Regions from separate parts of the Danio rerio genome. Here region 2 is linked to region 1. Evidence: chromatin contacts called from public Hi-C data. All regions are on one chromosome and are shown on one strand. The core of a region is the stretch at or near the end of the contact, and the rest is flanking DNA. Distances in the headings are between cores, read along the strand shown.

Region 1 (5,664 bases), core at 2,061-4,560:
GTAATTTGCTGTAATCATGATGCCTGCCTTAATTTAACAAGAAAATTCTGAACACGTAAAATTTAACAGTTAAATCCTGTTTAGTGACACTAATGTGATTTACTGTGAATAATTACAGTAACAAGTTGTGAAAATCTGGGAATTTATTACAGTGTATGTTAAATTTTGGGACCCAAAAGTACAAACCCTGGCTATACTTTTGGCATTCGTTTTGTTCCATAGAAATTAGTGTAAGGTAAAAGTGAATAACGAATATAAATATTTTTTGATAGTAAAAAAAAAATTGCCAGTGAGCTCACAAAATGGGTCAAATTTCCCATGATAAAAGGAAGTGATTAAAAAATAAAAATGATTGTTGACACCTAATCCTTAAATGTAAATGACTACGGCTGGGCAAATTGTCATTGTTGTGGTTAAAACTCAAATTAATCACATGTCCTTAATCTTCAAGGAAGTACTGGGCTTTTGCCCACTATGTTTGGTCTTCTTATAGCCCTCGGCGGCCAGTCCTGCTGCCGATGTGCTGTTTCTTCCAAGGACCTCCATTATCCGTAGGCTTTTTTTTCCTCTTCTCAATGCCCTTGGCTTCAATACGTGTGAAGGCCTGACGCAGGCCACCCTGCACTGCGGCGAAGCCCTGTTTCTCTCCGTTTGCGGATCACTAAACAGGACAATCACTCTATCCATCTTTTCATGGGCTATTGTGGTGCCACCATGCCTTCAGAAAGGAGTGCTTTTCAGTGGGGAACTTTTTTTTCTCTTTGCTCGATCCTTCCTCTCCTTTTGATGGGTTTTCTTGGAAGTGGGTGGGGAGGATTTTGATGGTGTAAAGGACCCCCCCACCCCACCCCCCAAACCTTGTGTCTGTTATTGCAAGGCCTTGGTTCTTTTTTTAAAAGCACATATCAAAGATATGAAGAGGAGTCAACACTTCAAAGCTGAAGATGGACTTAGTGTGACAGTGACCTCCCCCAATTCAGCCATCAGGGTTGGATCAGAGGTCAAACTTTGGTGACAAATGATAATATATTCGCTTGCAGGCCCATGCAAAACATTTATTAATAATTCCAATTGTTCTTGTATTCCCCAATACTCGTTCATTAAAGGGCATGGAGTCATTTCAAAACCCTTAATCAACCTCGATTACCTAATGAACAATCATAATTTTTAAAGTCTGTGTGAAATCAAATGTACAATCTTTATTTTACAATCTTTAAATTGTTATTCTTTATTTGAACAATAAATCTGTGCAGGTTAATCTACTGAAAAAAAGACCTTATTTTGGTGATCTTTAATCAAAGGCTGACCATTTGCTTCTGTGTTTGGAGTGGCGATCCTTCTCTCATGCTTTTTTTCCACAACATTAAAGAAAAGTCTCAGCAACTGTCGGTTCATGTAAACTTCAAATCATTTAAAGTAAATGTGCTGACCACAGCAATAAATTGTACAAGGCAACTATGCATTTGTCTCCTATAACTTTGTCAAATGACAAAACTAATAATTTTAATAACACTCTGTTTGCAAGAGAGATTAGCAGTGGCGTAAAGTAACAAATTACAAATACTCAAACTACAGAAGTTGAGTAGTTTTTCCCAGAAATTGTCATTTACTAAGTAGTTTCATAAATGTGTACTTTAACTTTCCCGAGTACATTTTTCCACAACTTTCCTTCAACTTGTAGTCACTAATTTATTTTTTTCTCGTCTATGAGGATTAGAAAAATCAGTCCTGTGATTCCTGTCCCATCAAATCACACATAGAAGGTAAATCCCATCATAACAAGCTACCTCAAGACATGGGCGATTTATAATTGCAGAAAACTGTTTGGAAACATTAAAAGTGTCCAACATATCCAAAATCTTTACACGCAATGACCCAGAGACTCTTTAGATTCATGTCACTGATGAGAAGATGACAGATGTTTACTGTATGATGACTGAAATAGCCTTAAACACCCAGCAGGCACAAGGCGTCAACATGACGTTAGATTGACGTTGTACCTCGACGTCGTGGGGACATTGTGTTTTGTTTGTAAACAAAAACCCTTTTGACGTCAGAACTTAAAGTCAGGCTGACATCGATGTCAAATATTCAACCTAAAATCAACCAAATATCAAAGTCTTATGATGTTACAGCTTGAAGTTGTGTGGATGTTACCACCATGATGTCTATCAGACATTGGATTTTGGTTGCCATCCCAGACGAGTAAATGTTTTTGACGTCAACGTTGGATTTTAGTAACTTGCTAACACAACCTAAATTCAATCAAATATCAATAATAATGTTACAGCTTGACGCTTTGTGGACGTTACCACTATGACGTCTAATAGATGTTGGATTTTGGTTGCCAGACATGACGAATACATGTCAGTATTTGACGTCAATATGACGTTGGTTTAAGATGTTGGCTCGACGTTGGATTTTGGTCACTTTCCAACACAACCTAAAATCAACCAAATATCAACGTCATTATTGGACATCAAAATAACGTTGTTCTTAGATGCTGGCTAGACATTAAATTTTAATCACCTGACATCACAACCTTAATCTAACCTAATATTAATGCCATATGACGTTTTCTGCCTGCTTGGCTATAACTAAATGTACTACAGAATGTTACGTTTACAAACATCCACAAATTACATGTAAACGCATCAGCTTTTTACAGCATAATACTTACTACTTACTACTCTTGAGTACTTTTTACTCATACTTAGAGAGATATTTACAACAGATACTTTTACTCTACTTGCACTACATTTTTTAGCAAGCAATGGTACTTTTACATAAGTATGATTTTTCAGTACTCTTTTCACCACTGGAGATTAGACTTACATATGTGCTTCTGCGCTCTGCAAATACACACTTATTAGTGTTCCTAAATATAGAGTTGTATGATGAATGGCTAAAGCAAAGTACTGCTTTACCAAATCCTAAATTCTTTGAAGAAGCTCTCAAATCCTAATCTCATGGGCAAGCATTTGCACTAGAAGACGGTGCATTGTCTGGTCCTCAAACAACAAGGCTTCTCTGCAGTGCAAGGTGACCCCGTGTACCCCTGTCAACACCCACTCGGCAAATTGCGGCTTAAGTCATAGAATTATGCATATATGCTAGCATGCATTCCTCATTTGATCAGAGGCCGTAGCCGATTACTGTATGTAGTACACTGTATGAAGTATTAGCTTGAGACTTGCCCCTTGAACTAACAGATACTTCGGGTGTCAAATAATGGGCATGGTATAATGCTTCCTCTATCTGCATGCGTTGCTATATCTCGGATGACCAGGGGCCCATGAACCTACTTATCTTCTTAACAGACTGCCTTTGTGAAGATGACCAGAATGCTGAACACTGACATGTTTTAAGGCTGCTGGGGTGGTTACATAACACTCGGCAATCGAATCCATTCACATACAATGCAATTATTGATTGAAATGACAGCAAGACATTAAGAGTTCTCTTTTGAGCTGCTGCTCTACCTCCTGCATGGGTGTTGGGGAATCCATTTACTTCTATTTGGCACCACATTCATCTTCATCAGCATTTGTGGGATAATAGGTAGCCACTGGGTGAGAGTGCACCAGCTTTGAAATTGGAATGGATGCCTTGAACAAAGAGGTTTTGGGTTTAACTAAAAGTTTAACTTGATTACATATGTTTTTGTGAAAATTTTGTTAGTTCCGCTTAAAGATGTGCAGAAGACCATTGTGGAAGTGGTATGAAAGATAGCAGAACTTCACAGGGAACTTTTGGATTATATCATAAAGCTTATTTTGCAGAAAAAAAGAGGAAGCTTTTTGCTTATTTTCTCCTAAAACAGAAATCAAATGTGAAAGAACACACTGTTGAGCTCTTAATTCAATGTCAAAAGTGACAGCTGTTGTGTACTCAACTTATTTAAAATAAGTACCAGGAGAAGTAAGCTATTAATGCAACTTTAATACATTTAATGTGTGTGCATTACCATATTGGTACAGTTGAATTATTTTGCTATGATTTTATCACAGTAAGTCAACATCTTATCATAAGATCTTTCATCATTAAGTCTTAATTTTTATCTGTATTTTAAGGCATTATACACTCAGCAGCCCCTTTATTGATTACACCTGGCTATCTGTTAGTTACATGGCCAATCACATGGCAGCAACTCAGTGCATTTAGACAGGTAGACATGGTCAAGACGATCTGCTGCAGTTCAAACTGAGCATCGGAATAAGGTAGAAAGGTGACTTTGAATTTGACATGGTTGTTGGTGCCAGACGGGCTGGTCTGAGTTTTTCAGAAACTGCTGATCTACTAGGATTTACGCGCACAGCCATCTTTAGGGTTAACAGAGAATGGACCGAAAAAGAGAAAATATCCCGTGAATGGCGGTTCTGTGGGTGCAAATGATTTGTTGATGACAGAGGTCGAGAATAGCCTGACTAGTTTGAGCTGATAGAAAGGCAACAGTTACTCAAATAACCACACATTACAACCAAGGTATGCAGAATAGCATCTCTAAACACACAACACATTCAACCATGAGGCGGATGGGCTACAGTAGCTGAAGACCACACCTTGTGTCAGCTAAGAACAAGAAACTGCGGCTACAATTCACACAGGCGCACTAACCACTGTCGACGCACTAACCACCACATTACTGGCGCCCACCACTGTTAGACTTTTAAAGCAATAAAATTCACATTTTTATTTAGGGTCATAATATACCAAGCCATGGGGGGTTGGGAGGTATGGTCTACACATCAGCAACAGTTTGCCCAAATGAGTTTGTTGAATTGGCGTCCATGTTGTAGGTGAAAGAGATCATGTTCAGTTGATTTCAGTTTATCAGTTTACCTGCAGCTTCTCCACGATGGACGGCCAACGTTCTCCAGCCTTCGCCGCCTAGACTGCAACTCTGCACAAGAAGTTTGGCCAGAGGAGAAATGGTCGTAACCAACTGAGCCTAGTTTCTCTCTAGGTTTTTTTCCTTCACTTTCGTTTGTTCCTCGCCACTGTTATCACTGGTTTGCAAGGGTCGGGACTTGTGGAGCTGCACATCGACGGATTTGCTCCTCAGTGTAAAAATAAAACCACACTGAACTGATCTAAACTAAACTTCAACTCTGAAAACTGAACTGACACAGTTTCAATTTACTATAAAATTTTATGTTAAGCTGCTTTGACAATCTAGATTGTAAAAGCGCTGTATAAATAAAGATGAATTGAATTGAGTAATCAAATAAGTGTGTGAGAACAAATGACAGCACTCAAAATAATGTTTTTTTTATGAAGTCATCCTACCTGCGCATTCAAATACACATTTTTTTATAACAACCAATGAACCATTTAGAACTAAAGTGTTCAAAGAGTTGTCTTTCCTACTAGACATCAAGACATCAAGTAGTACACTTATAGTATTTCAAAGAACATATTTTTAAACAAGATTCTAACTGCATATACACATTGTATTCTTTAATTTTATTGAGATGGCATTTCAAATATTTACATGCTTAGTTTTTTTTCTTATTGATCAAATGACCGCCAACATTTCTGCTTTCAATATGTTCGAAATTTCATTCAAGAGTTCACACTTAGCTGATGATTGATTAAAGCTTGTTTGGCATGTTGTCAAGGGAGAGAGCCCTGAGCTCATAAGATCCTCGAGCCTGGGGCTCC
Region 2 (5,664 bases), core at 1,677-4,176, 310 kb before region 1:
TGTCTCATTCTTTGCTTTCCTACTCATGCAATAACGAGGATAATGTTCAGCCAATCAGTCATCACTGAAAAATAAACCCACTTCAGGGTTCTTTCACATCCAGTTCTTTTTCTTTCTTTCTTTCTTTCTTTCTTTCTTTCTTTCTTTCTTTCTTTCTTTCTTTCTTTTTTTCTTTCTTTCTTTCTTTCTTTCTTTCTTTCTTTCTTTCTTTCTTAAAAGTATTTTTTCTTTCTTTCTTTCTTTCTTTCTTTCTTTCTTTCTTTCTTTCTTTCTTTCTTTCTATCTTTCTCTCTTGAAAGTATGGTTAAAATTTGTCTTCCTTTTTTTTCTTAAAAGTATGCTTCAAAATTTTCTTTCTTGAAAGTATGCTTCAAATTTTTCTTTCTTTCTTTCTTTCTTTCTTTCTTTCTTAAAGGTATGCTTCAATTCTTTCTTTCTTGAAAGTATGCTTCAAATTTTTCTTTCTTTCTTTCTTTCTTTCTTTCTTTCTTTCTTTCTTAAAAGTATGCTTCAATTCTTTCTTTCTCGAAAGTATGCTTTAAATCTTTCTTTTTGCATGGTGCAGTTGCAGTTAATGCTTTTATTTCAGTTTTAAATCCTGATGTTGGTCATGACTGCCCTTTCTTCTTCCAGAGAGAAACTATTTTTCACACGTTTACACAATGTTAGAGACTTGAGCCTTTGTTAACTGTTTTACAGAAATTGTTAGATGTATCTTTTGGAGAAACCTTTTCCACTAAAACTTTCATTTGTGGGTGTAAATATGTTTAAAGAAAACACTTTAAATGTCAGCTTCTCAATTTTTTATTAGGACAAGCTAAAATGGCGGTATACTGTAGAGTACGAGAAAGCAAAAAATTGAAGGAAATGTGAGTCACAACTTGTTGGCGGTTTTTGTTAATTCTGTCAAATCAAGAATTCTTGTTGATCTTCCTTCTTTTGACTTGATGTGGTGTTATGCCGGTGCTCTGTGGGAGCTTTATGAAAATAAATAGGTTTTTGCTCCCATTTTGGGTTAATTTCTTTTTCTTGCTTTTTCTTTTTTTGTGAGTTGATTGTTTGAATAGTGTATTAATGTTTTTGTAATAAAGTGTTGTGAAAATTAAAAATGTAATCTTTCTTTCTTTCTTTTTTTCTTTCTTTCTTGATAGTACAGTATGCTTCAATTCTTTCTTTTTTTCTTGAAAGTATGGTTTAAATATTTCTTCCTTTTTTCTTTTCTTGTTTCTTTCTTTCTTTCTTAAAAGTATGCTTCAAATTTTTCTTCCTTTCTTTCTTAAAAGTATGCTTTAGATCATTCTTTCTTAAAAGTATACTTAAAATTTTTCTTTCTTTCTTTCTTTCTTTCTTAAAAGTATGCTTCAAATAGTTTTTTCTTTCTTAAAAGCATACTTCAAATTTTTCTTTCTTAAAAGTATGCTTCAATTCTTTCTTTCTTTCTTTCTTTCTTTCTTTCTTTCTTTCTTAAAGGTATGCTTCAATTTTTTCTTTCTTTCTTAAAAGTATGCTTCAATACTTTCTTTCTTTCTTTCTTTCTTTCTTAAAGGTATTCTTCAATTCTTTCTTTTTTTCTTTCTTTCTTTCTTAAAGGTATTCTTCAATTATTTCTTTCTTTCTTTCTTTCTTTCTTAAAGGTATTCTTCAATTCTTTCTTTTTTTCTTTCTTTCTTTCTTAAAGGTATTCTTCAATTCTTTCTTTTTTTCTTTCTTTCTTTCTTAAAGGTATTCTTCAATTCTTTCTTTTTTTCTTTCTTTCTTTCTTAAAGGTATTCTTCAATTATTTCTTTATTTCTTTCTTTCTTAAAGGTATTCTTCAATTCTTTCTTTTTTTCTTTCTTTCTTTCTTAAAAGTATTCTTCAATTCTTTCTTTTTTTCTTTCTTTCTTTCTTAAAGGTATTCTTCAATTATTTCTTTATTTCTTTCTTTCTTTCTTAAAGGTATTCTTCAATTCTTTCTTTTTTTCTTTCTTTCTTTCTTAAAGGTATTCTTCAATTCTTTCTTTTTTCTTTCTTTCTTTCTTAAAGGTATTCTTCAATTCTTTCTTTTTTTCTTTCTTTCTTAAAGGTGTTCTTCAATTCTTTCTTTCTTTCTTAAAGGTGTTCTTCAATTCTTTCTTTCTTTCTTAAAGGTGTTCTTCAATTCTTTCTTTCTTTAGGTACTGTATGCTTAAATTTTTTCTTTCTTTCTTAAAAGTATGCTACAAATATTTATTTCTGTCTGTCGTATATGCTTCAATTCTTTCTTTTTTTCTTGAAAGTATGCTTCAATTCTTTCTTTCTTTATTTCTTTCTTTCTTTCTTCACTTCATCTACGTCTCTCTTTCTCTATTTCTTAAGAACTGCCCCTTCGTTTCTTTCCTCAGGTTGCCTGCGCTCTCTGAATGGGCACTCTTTAGGGGGAATAGCTGGGGTTCAAAGCGCTGCGCTCTGGCCCGACTGAATGGAGTGAAAAGGATCTTTAACAAACATCCCCTGTGCGCCAGGCGCTCCAAACCCTCCAGTAATAAATTAACTTGTGGCCAAAGTGCGGCGCACATTCTGCGGCAGCGGAAGCAATCTGCTGCTATCTCACCCTACCTCTCTCTCGCAGATTAATGAAACAGAATGCTGGCGCATTTGCATACAGGTGAGAAGGAAGAAAAAGCCAAAAGAAGCAGGTCTAGATAAAGGAAGCGAATGGGGTGATGAGCTTTGAATAGCAAAAGAGGAATACTTTCATGCACAGGGACGGGAGAGAGAAAGAGAAAATAAGAAAGAGAGAGTTTTTTCCCCTCATCCTCAAAGGCCGGGGTCAGTGCTGGCATTTGAAGAGACTGCACAGCAGCTGTCTACATAGCTCCATCATTAGCTGCAAAGGGGGCCATTAGTCCTTGTCAACACTGTTCTGGCTCACATAAGCACAGTGCTGCTACTCTGTCAACCACTAGAGGACAGTATGCACTGCTTGAGGAACAACAAGTGTGCGCCAATAAGTGCCCATGCTGCCTTTGTTCTAAATAAATTGAGAAGTTTGGGTGTGTGTGTGTGTGTGGCGGCTGATGATTAATTGAGCAAGAACTATATGTCCAAGACTACGAAAACTCTCTTTGACTTCTCTCTCTGCTTTGTTTTGCAAGTGTGCACGAGATTATGTAACAACCCAAGAGTGCATATAAGAGTTTAGATGCAAAAACTTTGAAGTGCTGTCTGAAAATTCTCTTGTAAATTGAGTACTTTTATGTTTTATATTTTTTACACTTTAGAGCCAATGAAAACAACCTACTCAGTGCCAAACTATTAATTCTGGCTAAAGTTATTAATTCTTAACTCTGGCTAAACTATTAATTTACTAATAATATCACGCTGCAAATTAGGGCTTCACGATATTGCCATAATCTGACATTGCAATGTTTTATTTGTCTGCGATATATATTGCGATATTAATATAATATGCCAAAGTGACTTACAATATAACTCTTTTTGGAAAGACTTCATAATTTTAGATTGTTTGGGATTATTTTGTAGCTGAGCATCTGCATAAAATATAATAGACTAATTACAAGGGTAGATGAATAAAATTGAGTTAAAATATAAGTGAAATAAACAGTGTTTTATTGTTGAATCGAACAGTATTGAGGTACAGTAATGCAATAATCAAATGTAAAATAACACTGTAGTCTTCATTGTATTAATAATTGAATACAAGTAATCTTTGTTAAAGCTTCAAATCTTACAAGTTGGTTTATATTCGGTTGAAATTTTACACTGCGTGCTAACCAGTGTTGGAGAAAGTAGTGCATTACAATATTGAGTTACTCCCCAAAAATGTAATTAATTGTGTTACTTTTTATGGTAAGTAATGCGCTACGGTACTTTTGAGTTACTCTTTGCATTACTTTTGGGTTACTGGCTGAGGCTTGATCTTATACAGTACTTATACAGAACTTTAATAGATGAGTTCTGCAGTTAACAGCACACTGTATAATCTACTGTACACCTTATATATATATATATATATATATATATATATATATATATATATACACAGTAGACCTCCCCTCCCTCAGTCATCTTTCCATCAAGCAAATTTCTCATGTTAGCCTTGGTTGGCGACGTCACCAACCAGAGCGAAAGTTGGCAGCAAAAAGTTTGTTGTCGATCACTGAAAAACAGGTAGAAGAAGAAATTGTCATTCTTGCCGCCATATGGCTTTGATTTAATTGGCTAGACACTGGCCTTACAGCTCTATAAATGTCGGTGCCGTAACCTATTGATCCGCATTCGATAAATATAGCTTGAGTGGATGCTACTGCGCTATTTGCTTAAAAAATAGCTTCGCTACTGAAATGCTATTTGATTTAGATAGTAGCAACGCTACTGCCACTCTACTGAAAAATGTAGTTATAGGAGAATAGCAGCGCTTTAATAAGCACCTTAATAATTCCTTAGCAGAAGCCATCATCCGTATCAAAAACAGGCAAAGCAACAGATTAATATTATTCAACATATCCCTGATTTTTAAAGAATATATTTAGAGGTTATCCAACTTGTAATCTGTAACATTTTTTAAGTAACTAATTTAATTACTTACATTTTTTCCTCAGTGACTGTAATACATTGCAATTACATTTATTTTGTAATTAAATTACGTAACACTGTTACATGTAACTAGTTACTCCCCAACACTGCTTGTAATAAAGTTAAAGATGATGTATAACATCTATTACATAGATCAGGGGTCACCAACCCTGTTCCTGGAGAGGTACCTTCCTGCAGAATTCAGTCTTAACGCTGATCAAACACACCTGAACCAATTAATAGTACTTAAAGCAGCACTTTTATAATTACAAACAGGTGTGTTTGGTCAGGGTTGCAACTAAAATCTGCAGGAAGGTAGTTCTCCAGGAACAGGGTTGGTGACCCCTGATATAGATTATACCAACCCGGGCTCATTGTGGAAACGTAGCCCCGCGGACGTTTCTGCGGGCCGCGAAATACGTCACGGGAGGTGCGTATTCGAGCAGTTTTTGTTTTCGCGGATCCGCGAGAGGCCGCTGTGCGCGCTTTCGGGAGCGCGCGTCGTTCGTGCCTGCGCTGTTCTTGCGTGAAAAGCCGCCGGAGGCCGCTGTGGAGCGAATGTCCGTCGGACTGACTGGCTGAACGACTAAACGATCGACTGGGCGGCCGACCCGGCCGCCCTCCTCTTCCTCCTCCTCCTCCTCCTCCTTCCCCAAACCCAAGTGACGGTTTGCAAAAGCCGTCCAGAAATAAAAAAGCAAAAGCCATCGTCTTTGAGCGGCGCCAAACCGCCCCGCACCTATCGCTCAAAAAAAAACTAAACGCGGCCATACATACCTCCAGCCACGTAAATCACGGTCTCCAGAAACATCCGCGGGGCTACGTTTCCAGAATGAGCTTGGGTTGGATGATACACTATTTTGTTGGGAGTGCAGTGCTCTGTTCTGCACCTCTGAATAGCGTCTGGTACAGACAGACAAACTGCTCATGAAATTCCTAGAATTTTATCGCTATTACTATAACGATGAAAATTAATATAATAATATCACGCCGTCTTAAAAACAAAACAAAACAAAAAAAACACACTGTAAAGAAAGTTTGCATATTGCACTGTAGAGCTGCACAATTAATCAATAAAAGATCGCAATCTCGCTTCGACCCCTAGAC

Evidence for each region. A called contact is a pair of places that touch in the nucleus more often than the background predicts.
Region 2: a contact with region 1 is called in a Hi-C map of an unstated tissue, with 5 times the contacts expected there. The contact joins two enhancer-like sites. A contact is called at or near these places in 2 of 18 Hi-C or Micro-C datasets (caudal fin and an unstated tissue) and 2 of 4 datasets of contacts at active chromatin or transcription factors (caudal fin and embryo).

What each region holds. Positions count from the first base shown.
Region 1 is chr7:69,643,592-69,649,255 of GRCz12tu, reverse strand. No RefSeq gene overlaps it. Among named protein-coding and RNA genes, the nearest start is that of ccnd1, 11 kb to the right of the region's middle. Within about 2 kb of position 3,310, at least 15 of the 62 cell types and tissues checked have an H3K27ac peak or open chromatin away from gene starts, as enhancers often do.
Region 2 is chr7:69,957,378-69,963,041 of GRCz12tu, reverse strand. No RefSeq gene overlaps it. Among named protein-coding and RNA genes, the nearest start is that of tpcn2, 70 kb to the left of the region's middle. Within about 2 kb of position 2,926, at least 13 of the 62 cell types and tissues checked have an H3K27ac peak or open chromatin away from gene starts, as enhancers often do.